Linked DNA regions of Mus musculus: regions 1 and 2 are each linked to region 3. A link is a contact called in public ChIA-PET and Hi-C data. All regions are on one chromosome and are shown on one strand. The core of a region is the stretch at or near the end of the contact, and the rest is flanking DNA. Distances in the headings are between cores, read along the strand shown. Region 1 overlaps Hipk2 (homeodomain interacting protein kinase 2). Region 2 holds the start of Clec2l (C-type lectin domain family 2, member L). Region 3 overlaps Slc37a3 (solute carrier family 37 (glycerol-3-phosphate transporter), member 3).

What was found. A called contact is a pair of places that touch in the nucleus more often than the background predicts. ChIA-PET counts read pairs in DNA pulled down with a chosen protein or histone mark.
Region 1: a contact with region 3 is called in an RNA polymerase II ChIA-PET map of memory CD8 T cells, with 7 read pairs. The contact joins two enhancer-like sites. A contact is called at or near these places in 1 of 115 datasets of contacts at active chromatin or transcription factors (memory CD8 T cells) and 1 of 9 other capture datasets (liver).
Region 2: a Hi-C map of embryonic stem cells shows a contact between it and region 3, with 2.2 times the contacts expected there. The contact joins the promoter of Clec2l here to the enhancer-like site in region 3. A contact is called at or near these places in 8 of 39 promoter capture datasets (the 3T3-L1 cell line, the C10 cell line, cranial neural crest and 3 more), 7 of 484 Hi-C or Micro-C datasets (B cells, the G1E-ER4 cell line, brown adipocytes and 3 more), 2 of 115 datasets of contacts at active chromatin or transcription factors (embryonic stem cells and large pre-B cells) and 1 of 9 other capture datasets (adipose tissue).

The regions. Positions count from the first base shown.
Region 1 is chr6:38,830,812-38,835,084 of GRCm38.p6, reverse strand. The region is part of intron 1 of Hipk2 (homeodomain interacting protein kinase 2); the gene reads left to right. Among named protein-coding and RNA genes, the nearest start is that of Hipk2, 43 kb to the left of the region's middle. Within about 2 kb of position 2,209, at least 18 of the 459 cell types and tissues checked have an H3K27ac peak or open chromatin away from gene starts, as enhancers often do. A contact at or near this core is called in memory CD8 T cells, where this site is marked.
Region 2 is chr6:38,661,681-38,666,031 of GRCm38.p6, reverse strand. Clec2l (C-type lectin domain family 2, member L) reads right to left here and starts at 2,963. Exons shown (of 5, transcript NM_001101507.1): 1 at 2,616-2,963. The coding sequence starts at 2,796. RefSeq lists an enhancer at 849-2,031.
Region 3 is chr6:39,346,694-39,351,102 of GRCm38.p6, reverse strand. It overlaps Slc37a3 (solute carrier family 37 (glycerol-3-phosphate transporter), member 3), which reads left to right. Exons shown (of 15, transcript NM_028123.3): 8 at 969-1,053; 9 at 1,585-1,763; 10 at 3,673-3,814. Among named protein-coding and RNA genes, the nearest start is that of Slc37a3, 29 kb to the left of the region's middle. Within about 2 kb of position 2,817, at least 101 of the 459 cell types and tissues checked have an H3K27ac peak or open chromatin away from gene starts, as enhancers often do. A contact at or near this core is called in adipose tissue, embryonic stem cells and memory CD8 T cells, where this site is marked.

The DNA.
Region 1 (4,273 bases), core at 960-3,459, 520 kb after region 3:
CACATTAAAATAAGGAAGAAAAGGGTTAAACTACTTAGAAGTTGTACGTCATCCTCAGGAGTGTGAGCTCTGGTTTTGATGGCTAAGCACCTTGTGCATCAAGACAAAACCACATTCAGCCACAATGGCAACATAAGGAAAGTAGAGTGCTCCTTAGATGGTTCTGATACACACAGCAACAGATTGCTCACGTGCATGCTCCATTGGGCCACTGAGGTCCTCCAGTCCCCCTGGCCAAACAGCTTCTCCTCCTTGGATCAGGGCTGCTTATATAGCAAGGGAAAGAAGACAAATTCTCACCCTGGCTTCAAAGTTCTGGCCCAGAAACAATACCTCTCTCACACCTTTTTTTTAAAAAACTGGCTTAAGGCCTCACTTGTGGCCAAACCTAACTTTTGTATTATATGACTTGAGTCTCTTAAGTTCTAGCAGGAACTTTGAGTGAAAGGCTCAAGAAAAGTTACTAAGATTCAGTAAAAACAAACCGAAACATTTATAATTTTCTAAGACTTTATTTATTTATAATTTTATTATAACTTTTTTATTTATAATTTTTGTGCTTTCAGTAGGCATTTTTAGTAACATGGAATATGAAAATACATAAAAAGAAATGCTTCACTTTCATAATTGTCCTAATACAAATCTCTTCTCATTTCATTTTTTTTCTGCTCTCTTGTTCATTCATAAAAACCTGCATGCCGCATCCCTCACCTTTGCCAGCATGCTGAGCATTGTGAGTACCAGTTTTTACAACCTATCCTCATGTAATTTGATAACCATGGTGGGCTGGCCAGCCTCACACTACTTGTTTCTCACTATTCATCTTTTTAAGAGTTCACTGTGTGCCAGAGTTAGAAACAGAAAACACAACACTTGTTTAATGCACACAAAGCCCTTGTGATTTACTGCTATTATCCCCACTTTCTAGGGGAAGGAATTGAGGTTAAGTGGCCTGCTGGATACATAGGGGTAGAACTGCTTCTGGCATAGCTGGTAGAGACACAAAAATGATCTAAAACTAATCCTTGGAGCCCACAGCACAGTGACACTGGAGAGGACCGATATTGTGAGGCTATACCATCTACCACCACAGTGTACCATCTGACATCTCAGCCATGGCCTGAGACACCAATGGCAGGGACCCATGTGAGAGCAAGCACTTCTGCCAGCTGTAGGTCAAGTGGCTTAGAATTATGGAGCTGTTGAGTAATAATATCAGGGGATATGTTCAATGACAGTGACTCACAGTATAATGTCTTTGTGAAAGACCACAGAACCCACTTTTAGAGTCCGTGTGAGTGAGCGTGGACTGTTGGATGTATGGATAAGGGATCCCATCTGCCTTCTATATCTGCACATGTATGCAGACACACACACATTACCATACACTGCATTATTGTAGTCCATAGTTTCCAAAGCGCACGGCAGTGTTTACTATTCTGAGGGTGCTCCTGATTCAGGGATTCTTATTTTCTCTTTGTTTCTCTGTGTAGTTCTGGCTATCTTGGAACTTGCTTTGTAGACCAGGCTGACCTTGAACTCAGAGATGCTCCTGCCTTTACCTACTGAGTGCTGGGATTAAAGGCATAGGCCGTCACTGCTTTGCTCTTTTTTTTTTTTTTTCCTCCTTCCCTAACTTTCTCTGCCTCCTCTCCTCATTGCTCTTGCCTGCCCTTTCAGTCACAGTAGGTGACACTTCCTCTGCTTCCCTAAACTGACCTGTAACTGAATTTAATCAGATGACAGTTGAAAGCAGGTGAGGGGAATGGCAAAGTTCTCCAGAGAATAAAAAAGGGAAGGTAGAGTTGCTGTAGCAAATAGGGTTGCCACACAGACCAGCAAGAGCAGCAGATTGTCATACCCTCAGACGGAAGGTGAATGAGCCCTGCCTGAGAGACTTCTCAGGGAAAGCAGGGCCCATCCATTTCCCATCATCAGCCTCACTGCGCCTAGGCAACACGCTCCACAAAGTTCTCTGAGCAGCTGGCTGGCAGCATCTGAGAAAGTATTCAGAGGAACACATAAAGGTGAGGACAGAGGCAGCAGCTGGGTGTGGCAGTGATAGCAGACCCTGTGTTACGCTCCCCTTTCCTACCACAGCAAGAAGTTGAGGTTAGGAAAGGTGAAGTCTTGTTGTTCCTGTCTGTGCTCTTAGGATCCCCAGTGATGACAAAGTGAAGTTTCATGGTGTTCTGAAGTCAGACCTCAGTCATGATGCATGAATGTATTTGCATCATGAATTAGTTGTTCAGTGTCCTGGCTGGAATGGGAACAACAGTGTTGGAGGAAAGCTGTGGATACTTCTGCAGCTTTTCTGCCTAGAGGTGACAAATACAGGCTGTGAGGGCCATGAGGACAAGTTGCCATTTGGCTTAAGTGACAGCTAAAAATACTTTGTTATAGTTTGAATGCAGACATGTTTTTCTCAGTGAAATACATCCTGAATTGTATTACAGAGTAGTATATTCCTTTCCTAGAGCTACTGTAACAAAGTAACACAAACCAGGTGGCTGAGAACCACAGAAATGTAAGCTTCTGCAGTTCTGGAGCCGCAGATGGGAAACAAAGGTGTCACCATGTAGAACTCTTTTTCTCTTCCTAGGGTCTTGTAGACCCTGTAGTCTATGGTGTATCTTACATTGCAACTGCGTTCAGTTTCTGCCTGTGTCATTATGTGGACTTTTCTTTTCTTATAAAGGCGCCAGTCAGGTTGGATTAGGACTCACCCTAATGACCTCATCTTAATTTGATTATACCTGTAAAGACCCTGTTTCCAAATAAGGCCACATTATAGACAGCTGCTGGGAGCAGGAAGTTCAACACACCCTTTTGATGAACAGATAGTAATAGAAAAGAATTTACCATAGTGGAAGACACCAACATGGGAAGCTCTGCTTCTAAGTGTATCAGATTTTCTGGCTAAGCTTGAAAAAAACCAATTTAGTAGTGAACTGAGCATGGAATAAGCAAACATTTGGGAATATCCAATTTTCTTCACACCAGCTTATGAGTCTCACTTTATAATTTATAAGGCATTTCTAAGGGATAGCATAATTCATGTGAGGCTGACTGACCTTACCAGCCAACTACTCGGCCTCCTCAGTGACTGTTGTAAGTCTGGGTGGCTGAGGTGGTCTCTAAGGACAAAAAGAGCAATTTTGGTGAGAATTCAGAGCCTTACTACCATTAACAGCACAGTAAGCATGAGGAGGGACCCTCCCTTCCCCAGCCATACATAGGTGCAGCATTGTCACAGCTGTCCATTAGAGGGTCTTCATGGAGGCTTCAGACCTGTCCCACATATTCAGATTTAGAACTTGTTGTTGATGTCTTTAACCTGCTACTTGCCTTGATAACCAAGTCACTGCAGTGGTTTCTTCACATGCACAGATATAGCTCTCTATGGCCTCCCCCAGACACACAATGATACTCTGCAGAACTCAGTTTAGTGTAAGCACTTTGCTCTTACTTGTTTCCATATGTGTGACTAATATACACTTACAGGTTATTTAAGGCAGGATTCAGGGAAAGCACAAAATGAAATATCTTACCTCAAAGGATAAAAAGCAAAGGCTGTATTTTTATTTTATTTTATTTTATTTTATTTTATTTTAAATGTTATGTCATCTTGACAACATTACATTTTAGTAAAGTGCTTCTGGCCTTCTTAAACTTATGCTTACTACATGTATTTTGTGCCCCCCAAGTTCACATGTAGAATTCCTGACCCTTAGGACCTCAGAATATGACCTTGTTTAGAAAGAGAGCTTTACGGAGATTACTGACTTACTGGTTCCCTCTGTCAAAAATTAGCCCTTCTTGGTGTTCAGAAGTAGCTTCCTTAGGGTGGACCATCAGTATGACAGAGGTCCTTATCAACGGGAGAAATCTAAACACATGTATATACAGGGAGGACAGGACACAAGGAAAAAGATAGCTATGTAAAAGCCAATTGGGGAGGCTTGAAAGACCTCATTCCCTCCCTTCTTGGACCAAGCCTGACCATGCATTGATTGTGGTCCTCTGGCCTGTAGAACTGTGAGATGCTATTTTGTCATCAGCCAGCCACCAGCTGCAGTGCTTTGTTAAGGAGGTGTACTGGCTGGTTTTGGGTGTCAACTTGACACAGGCTGGAGTTATCACCAAGAAAGGAGCTTCAGTTGGGGAAATGCCTCCATGAGATCCAGCTGTGGGGCATTTTCTCAATTAATGATCAAGGGGGAAAGGCCCCTTGTGGGTTGGACCATCTCTGGGCTGTTAGTCTTGGTTCTAT
Region 2 (4,351 bases), core at 1,714-4,213, 690 kb after region 3:
GAGGAGAGCTGTGTGCTCAGAAAGTGCAATTAGAGTCTCTCCAGTTAGCCCCTCTGAGCCCAGTGTCCTTGGTCGCACAGGAAGGGAGACAAGCTTTTCCTAGCAGAGGGAAGCAAATCCCTTGGCGGTTTCAAGTGTTAGTGGCCGGCGTGTCCTTGAGTGAGATATTCAACGCCCTCACTCTCCACATCCTCTCCAGGGCGGATGCACTCATTAAGGGTGGAGAGGAGAGTCAAGGTGTAACCAAGCCCACACCCTGCCCCATAGGTGGGGCCTCAGCTGCATGGGGCAAGGATGAAGGGGCAGGTGCCTCTGGGGGCTCAGCTATATCATTTCAGAAGCTTCTCCGGCTTTCTGTCAAGATAGGGGCCAGACTAAGCAGAGGCTGCAAACCCACTGGGACCCCAGGATCACCTGTGAACTGAAGTGAGGGCTCAAAGAACTCAACTCAAAGGACCCCATCCGAGAGGCTGGCCATCCTTGCTCCCTGGACTCCTCCCTCACCCAGGCTGTCGGGTTCTATGTTCAGGGAGCTGGGAAAGGAGCCACCACAACTGAGCCTACACTCCAGACCTTTCTCTGATTAGCACCGTGAGGTGGAAATCTTGCCATGGTTCACAGACGAGAAAGGTGGGGCGTAAATAAGTGAAGCCTACCAGCTGGGACAGTAGCTCATGTTGACCATCTCTCTGCACCTCACCAGACTATTCTAGGATCTCTGTGAGGGCTGGATATGCCCAGGGCCTAAGATGGTGTCTTAGCACCATAGAAAGAACAAGCCAGCTTAAAGGCCCCATATGGTGGCAGCCACTGATGAGAACAAATCCCAAGCCCCTGACTCTCCTCTTTGAATGGAGGTAGGGCACCAAGAGAACTAAAACAGAATAGTCATCAGGCCAAGACACCAAGCCCCCGAGAGCCATGGTGGGGGTTCAGGGGCAGGGAGAGGGCTCTTATGTGCACCAGAGGCCAAAGGAAGAGCAATGGCAATATCAGTGATATCAGTGGTCCTAGTTCAGATGACACAAGGCTGCACTACAAGAAGATGCCAAGAAGGGTGATGTGCTGGACCACCACAGAGAGAGGCCTGCTTTCCTCCATCCCAGTGTGTGACCAGTGGACAGGCAGGGTCAGTCAGCCATACTGGCAGTAGGAAGGACAAGAGTCAATATATTCAGGGCCAGAGATAAAGCCAGAGCCAGCCAGCCACACTTCCCTGAAATAGCTCTACCCAGTGGGGTTAAGGGTAAAGGTTAGTAGAGCTGACCCTTTCAAATACCCCCCCCCAAAAAATGAAGAAATACAGACTAGGGAGGGAATGACATAAGAAATACCATTGGTAGGAGGCAAGCTTAGGTCCCTGGGAAAACCCAACCACTAACCAGAAACATGCATCCCAGAAGGGCTGATTGGCCTTTAAGCCCACCCAAGCTTCTGGTGGTCCTTTGTAATACCTTGCATCCGGGGAAACTGTGTCCTCACCTCCATGGTTCCTACCCACTATTAGACTTCCTTAGAGTCTGCACAGCCCTCCACAGGCAGTGCCTGGCCCTGGCACACAGACTTCAGCCAAAGGTTCTTCATGCTCTGCTGCCCCATCGCCTATCTGGGCACAGGTGGCCTTGTCCCTTCCAGGCCACCACCCACCTTCCTCACTACGCAGCCTTCCACAGCAGGTCCTCCCCATGGAGATCTGCTGACTTAACCCCTCGGCAGCACCTTCAAACAAACAAAACAACAACAAACTTCTGTAGCCTGGCCTGGGTGGTCTCTCAGATCTCTTGCTCATATTCTCTCTCCCCCTCCATCCCTCTTTTCTCATGCCCTCATCAGCACCCAGCACCCTAGGGTTCAGTTATCCACAAGGAACTGGCTAATTCCAGCCACCTCCTGTCGTCATTCCTTGACCTAGTGCACCCTCTCCTGTCTGTTCCACACCCCCAAAAGATGTCCTACTCTGAGATGCCCTCCTCTGACTCAGCCCCTAGTTAACGCTATCCAGTTCCTACTAGGTAGAAGCGTGAGAAGTACCTGGAAGCTGACCCTCCCTGTGTCCAACTCCTGCATCTCCCGAGCAACACTCACCACTCACTGGACGCCAACCCAAGTTTCCTAAAACAGTTTGTGAACTGAATGAAGTCTCTTCGCTCAGTGTCTTCTAGATAGCCTGAGGTCACTCCCTGAGCCAGTATAACAAGAAGGAATTGGTGGCATCCCAGAATGGTTAGGAAAGTCCTCTGGGGTTTCCTCTCCATCAACCCCATCACTAGCAGGGCGCCCCCAAGGTGCAGGGAATCAAAGCTTTTGCTTTTATGAGGCACTAAATGTTTTCTCTACTAGAGATTCAGGCTGCCACGAAGGTGCTTCACTTTCGGACCCAACTAAGGTTTGGAGCATAAAGCTTGCTCCAAGGTCAAAGAGGGATTTGGCAGCAAAGATTTGTCAAAACAATGACCTGAGGTGGTCCCCAGGGACCCCTTTCCCCTCCCATAGTGACATCTGCCTCCCCTGATACTAACGAATCCCCCTGATCCATTCCTCTGCGAGCTGTCAAGGTGACTGGCCATTTCCTGGGTCTTGACTCAGGGACCGGGGATGGAAGGCTGAGCGCTTACCCTCCAAGGCCGCCTTCCAGCTGGTGCTGCCCTCGTAGCCTGACCCGGATCGCCTCAGCAGCCCCTCTGGGCCACGGGCCTCTGCCTCCGCTGGAGAGCGCGGCCTGGGCGCAGCGGGCGCGGGACGAGCTGCGGGGGGCGGCGGGCGGGCGCGCGCGGGGGGCTCCCGGGCCGGCTCCATGCCGCGACGCGCGCGCGCTCCTGCACCGGGCAGCAGAGCCCGGCCCCACGCGCACTCCGCGCTGCGCGCGCCCCGCGGGCCGCCCAGGCCGGCTCGGTACTCCGGGACCGCGACGTCCGCAAGCCGGGGCTGAGCCCGGCTCCCGCGCCGGAGACGCTCAGGTCCCCGCCGTGCGCGCCGCAGCCTGCGCGCCGAGCCCCGCGCGGGGGAGGAGCCCGGGCTGCGAGGGAGCCGCGACCGCGGGGCGGGGTTGCGGGGAGGAAAGACAGCCCAGGCCACTGGCCCCGCCACCGGCTCCCTCGCAGCTGTGAGCCAAGGTGCTCCTCCTCCAGAGTCAGCTGCTGGGCATCTTCTAAAGTGGGGGGAGTTTCCCAAGACAAGGACCTGGGAAGGCTGCTCCTGGGGTGCCTTGGAGGCAGAGAACAAGGATGGGGGCTGGGACTTGTCACCCCCACCCCCACCGCATCCCCGACTCAGCGCTGCCATGGTCCAAGGGGACAGGGCCAAGCAGCACTGCAACCAGAGAGCCATACTGACCATCTATTGCGGTTCAGGGACTTTTCTCCACATTTTGTCTCTGTGTGACTGTTAACGTTTGCACATAGAAGCCGGAGGTCTTCATTGGGTATATTCACTCTCCACTTTTCTTTTTATTTTTAAATATAGGATATCACTATGCAGCCCTAGAACTTGCTATATAGACCTGGATGGCCTCTGACTCTAGCCTGCCTCTTCCCCTCAAGTGCTGAGATTAAAGTCATACACCTCCACACTTGATACCATCTTTTTTTTTTTTTTTCTTGAGCCAGGTTCCCTCATTCAACTTGGGGCCCACCAATTCAACTAAAGTGAGCTGGTCAACCTGCTTTACGGATAGGTCTGTCTCCCCACCCCACCTCCCACTTCCCACTGCTGGGTTAGCTGCTCAACACCAATGCAACTTTTTACTTGAGCACTGGGGATCTGAACTTAGTCCTTAGGCCTGTGCCACAAGCACTTTGCCTACGGAGTCATTCCCTCTGCCTCTCTTCTGAGAGTTTTGAGACTGAATCTCACTTATAACTCTGGCTGGCCTGGGGCTCGCAGTAGACCAGGCTAGCCTCCAGCAACTGTCCCCCTGCCTCTTCCTCCCAAGTGCCGGATGACACTCATGTGTCATCACAGCCTAGCTAAGCTGCAGGAACTTGTCACATGTCCCAGCCAGCTGAGAATGGACTTCAGGAAGCCTAGGGCACAGATGGGCCTGGGAGCCCAAGCCAGTCATCCAACTGCTTGGGACACAAAGCAGAAGAATTGAGAGTTCGAGGTCTGCCTGGGTGGGCTACATAGACTGAGGCCAAACTGAAATGTATAGCGAGGTCCTGTCTCAAGAAATAACCAATCAAAAGGGCCAAGGGAGTTCCTGAAGCAGCCGTGGCAGATTTGTGGTTGTCATGGAGATGTGAGGCATCTTGTAGGTCAGATGCCCTCTGTGACCTTTCCTAACCTCTTCTCTGACCTCTAGGAATCTACCATAGTCTCAGCCTCCAGTGTGGGTAATTCTCAGTGCGTGCTC
Region 3 (4,409 bases), core at 1,568-4,067:
CTAATTGGTGCACGTGTGAAGTTCACCCACCCCAGTGCTGCTCCTCAGGCTGGAGCAGTGCTTGAATGTTGTCATTCACTTGGTTAAAAATGCTGCCTCGTTGTCCATATCAATCAGCTGGCTGTCCAGCCTGGCCATCGAGTCCTTCCTCCTGACATCTGTCATCCTCCGTGGCAGTTTGCTTCCCTGTATCCCTGGGCAGAAGCCTCACCTGAGGCTTGTAGAGAATGCTCCATCTCATGCCCAGCCTGCAGCACCCGTGCTGCTGCTGTGCCTTGAAAGATGATTTTTCTCACTGTTCCCTTAACACCATCTTGCAGTGTCAGCCTCCTCTAGCTGGTGCTTCCTTCTGGATCCTGTGTGCTGCTTTCTTTTCTTTTTAATGTTTATTTATTTATTTTGTGGATGTGGATGTACTGTCGCTGTCTTCAGACACACCAGAAGAGGGCATCAGATCCCATCACAGATGGTTGTTAGCCACCATGTGGTTGCTGGGATTTGACCTCAGGACATGCTCTTAACCACTGAGTCATCTTTCCAGCCCCGATCCTGCATGTTTCTTACTAGGTTCTTGTTTATTTAGCTGCATGCCACCTTTTCACACTGTTTTGGGTATTGTTTGATTCCCCTTGACTGGATTTAATGTCTTCAAAGGCAGATACTTTTTGTAGGAGTGTGGATAATGAAAAGAATGAGATTTGGGGGGCTGTCCTGATTTTCTAATCCTAACAGTGCTGCTTAGTATCCAGGTGACTCCCGTGGTCATCTGTGAGTCTTACCATGTCCTTAGGAAAATGCAATGAGAAGTCACATGCAGGATGCTTGACACAGTGCCCAGCCTGGAAGCCCAAAGTACTGGGGTTCTTCCAGTCTCCCTGTCTCTTCTGTCCCCACCCCTCCCCTTGCGTGTCTGTAACAATATAGCTGTGATGACCACCTCTGTAAAAGCCACTTCTCCTCTCCTCCAGTACGCCTTTCTGGTGACCGCATCTGTGCAGTTTGCTGGTGGGATCATCATCTTCTTTGGACTTCTAGTGTCACCAGAAGAAATTGGTGAGGAGAAGCCATCTCTTCTATTCGAAATATGTTACTGGTAGGAGCTGGGAGGTCCAAGGACAGGAAATGAAATTACACTCCTCTTTGGAAGTTAAAGGAGCAGTTTGGCCCTGTCCATACTGACCGTTACAGCCCCATCTTATACCACTACAGGGAGTTGAGAGGAGTGCAGCTCACCTTCTCACAACAGGAAGAACCAGACATTTGCAGATGGTTTGTATGTCTGAGACACTGGCTAAGAGAGTAACGTCTTGAGACTGGATTCTTTTCCTTTATGAAAACGATTCAGTCTGCTCTTTTCTTACGGCTAACTGTGGGGTGTACAAGCGAAGCCTCAGGAGCTGAGAAGCGTGCAGCTCGTCCTGACTGAATGGGCTTGGTAGCCTCAGTCGGCTATAGTTGGCCTTGGTCTCCTACAAGATGAAAATAAGGACAGTATCAACATTGTGAGTGGTGATGTGTGCAGAGCCTCGGAAGGCCAGGCACACAGGCTGTGTCTGTACAGGGCCGCTGTTAATACTCTCCTAGGTCTCCCGAGTATCGGGGCAGAGGAGAGCTCGGAAGAAGATTCACAGAGGCCACTCATCGATGGTGCTGAAAATGAAGATGACTATGAGCCTAACTATTCGATCCAGGAGGACAGGGCTGTCGTCCAAGTGAAGGCCATAAGCTTTCATCAGGCTTGCTGCCTTCCTGGGGTCATCCCGGTAAGGACTCCCTGGTCTCCTTCCACAGCTGGCCGGGTGTGGTACCTTCAGTGCTGTGCTGGGTGGGGAGCACGCTGCCTTCTACTGTCTACTGATGCAGTCCTAGGTGGTTGTGTAGCATCTGTCAGCTTCCCTGGTAGCCATGGAAACCCTGTCACATATAGAAGCTTCAGACAACAGGGGTTGGGCGGGCATGTCCAGACGTGACTCGTGAACATGCTGATGCTGATCCATCATGCAACTGCCAAGGCACAGTTAACAAGTTTTTAAATATTTTGATCTCTCAGATTTACCTGGACCAAGAGGGGTTTTGAATGGTTCATCATCTGCCTATTTGTGAATTCTGATCATTCTGGGGAGTAGGGAGTTGCCCAGTCCTAGGACAGAGTACACAAGGATTTCTTGGTAATTTATCCCAGCATTTCCACAACCTTTGCAGTCCAGGTCAACTCTGTCTGAGCGGAGCCCCTCCTGCTGCTGCAGTCTGTCTGTCTTCATGTTTTGGGGGTCCTATCACTGGAGTGGAAGTTAAGAGGCCTAGGTTGTGTTTGCAGCTTGCCCAGTAACTTTCTGTGAGACTTGGATAAGTCTCCCAACCCATCCTTGTGTCTCAGTGCCAGGGAATGGAGATGGCACCCATCTTGCCTGGCTCATTGTATAGTTCACAAAGCATCTGATTTCATGATGCAAGTCTGCAGCCATCCTACTCTGTCCCTCCCAGCTCTCTTCTGCCCTCTGCCTCTCTGCTAAAAAACTAACCCTACGAACAGGCAGTCAGTCAAGTGTAACACTCTCTAATTCTTAGAGCTAGGGAATAGGGAAATAGAGATAGAGATAGGGAAACTCTGGTTCCTTTAGGCCCTTGTAGTCCTGTTCTTATGAACATAGTGCCTTTCGGTTATAAAAATATTATACCAGCAGTTGTTTTGGTAGAGACAGAACTTCAGTTTGTTGTGGCTAAACAAGAAACTTACTTGCTGGCTCCTTTGTACTCCTAAGCCATTGTTCTCTGGCACTGGCAGGGTGGAGAGGAAGTCTAGCTAAGCCTTTGTCTTTGTAGCAGGCTTCTGGGCTGAGAGCTGTGGTGGTCAGGATTTGGCTCTCTACGGGGTGTCTGCTACCCTGCCTGCCAGGGAAGCACTTTTAAAACAAGTGGCACCTGGGAAATCACTGGCACTGGGGTGGGGGTGGGGGTGGGGTGCAGGAGTTCTAGCCAGACACTCTTTGAAGTCCGCCCTCTTCCTCTGCCTTCCCTTTGATGCTAATAGTCAGGGTTTCCTGGTAATAATGTATGTGTTGAGTACAGGAGTCTCAGCCATCACCCACTTAAGGCAGCTCTTTCAGAAGAGAGCCAGAGGCCAGTGGAAACCATAGCTCTTTCTTTTTGGCCCTCCAGAAAGGCTCTTTTCTGTGGGATGTGGTCCACAGGTAGATGTCTTTCTGTCTGTGACTGAGTCATTAACTCTCCGTAGTTTGCAGAATTAAATTTGCGGGGAGAGAACCAAGAAAGCCTGGCTGCCAGCAAGATGAGCTGAGGTTTGCTAGGCCAATTTGCCTGTGGCTGATGGTGGTTGGAAGCATGAACACCAGGGACCTTTTGTCTAAATAAAGAAACGTGGGTACAGTGTGTACTGCTTTCTGGGTTTCAAACACTGCCTTGCTTTTACCAGAGAAATGATAGAAGAAGAAACTGGGGGTAGTTAAGAAAAAGCTGTGCATAATTCCTTCCTTCCTTCCTTCCTTCCTTCCTTCCTTCCTTCCTTCCTTCCTTCCTTCCTTCCTTCCTTCCTTCCTCCTTTCTTTTTTTGGAAACCAGTAGAAGTAAAGAAAGAGGGCTTCTGGGTAAGGTCAGGGAGGACCCCATGCTGTGCTGTATGCTGCTTGTTGACAGTTGTGGTTTCTCCTGCAGTACTCACTGGCCTACGCCTGCCTGAAGCTAGTGAACTACTCCTTCTTCTTCTGGCTGCCCTTTTATCTGAGTAACAACTTCGGGTGGAAGGAAGCCGAAGCTGACAAGCTGTCCATTTGGTACGACGTCGGAGGTATCATAGGTACGCATGTGTGCCTCTCCTTCCGCGTGGTTAGTCGCCTGCCATCTTTCAGAGTTAGGAAATCTCATTTGAAGTTTTATTGCTTGCTCCACAGCCGTCTTTCCCAACCCGTCCTACCAGTAAACACGCAGCTTCTGTGAGAACAAAAAGTCCAAAGGAAGAGGGCCAGCTTGAGACTGACAGGCTGTGGTTTATAGGGGCTGTCTTCTCTTAGTCTGCGGGTGATGGATCAGCTCTTTTGTCCTGGGAACACTTGGAAATCTCTTTAAATGCAGCGCCTTTGTGTGCTTTCAGGGATGGCTTGGCTTTGAAGCTGATTTTGTGAGAGATTCAAGATGGAGTAGGAATGTGTTCATTTTGGCTTCCTCCCACTGTCCCGCTATCTCCAGCCAAGGAAGCAAACATAGCACCTTAGTGTGTAGATTGTCAGGTACCAGAGGAAGGGCAAACAGAAGGATTTCCCTTTCCTTTCTTGTCTGTGTTTGCTGGATACAACAGATTTATTTTATTTTCCAGGCTAGGGATTGAACCCTGGGTTAGGAAATGTACTATAACCCTAGTTCTATAACAGATTTTAGCAGTGGCTTTGCGATGT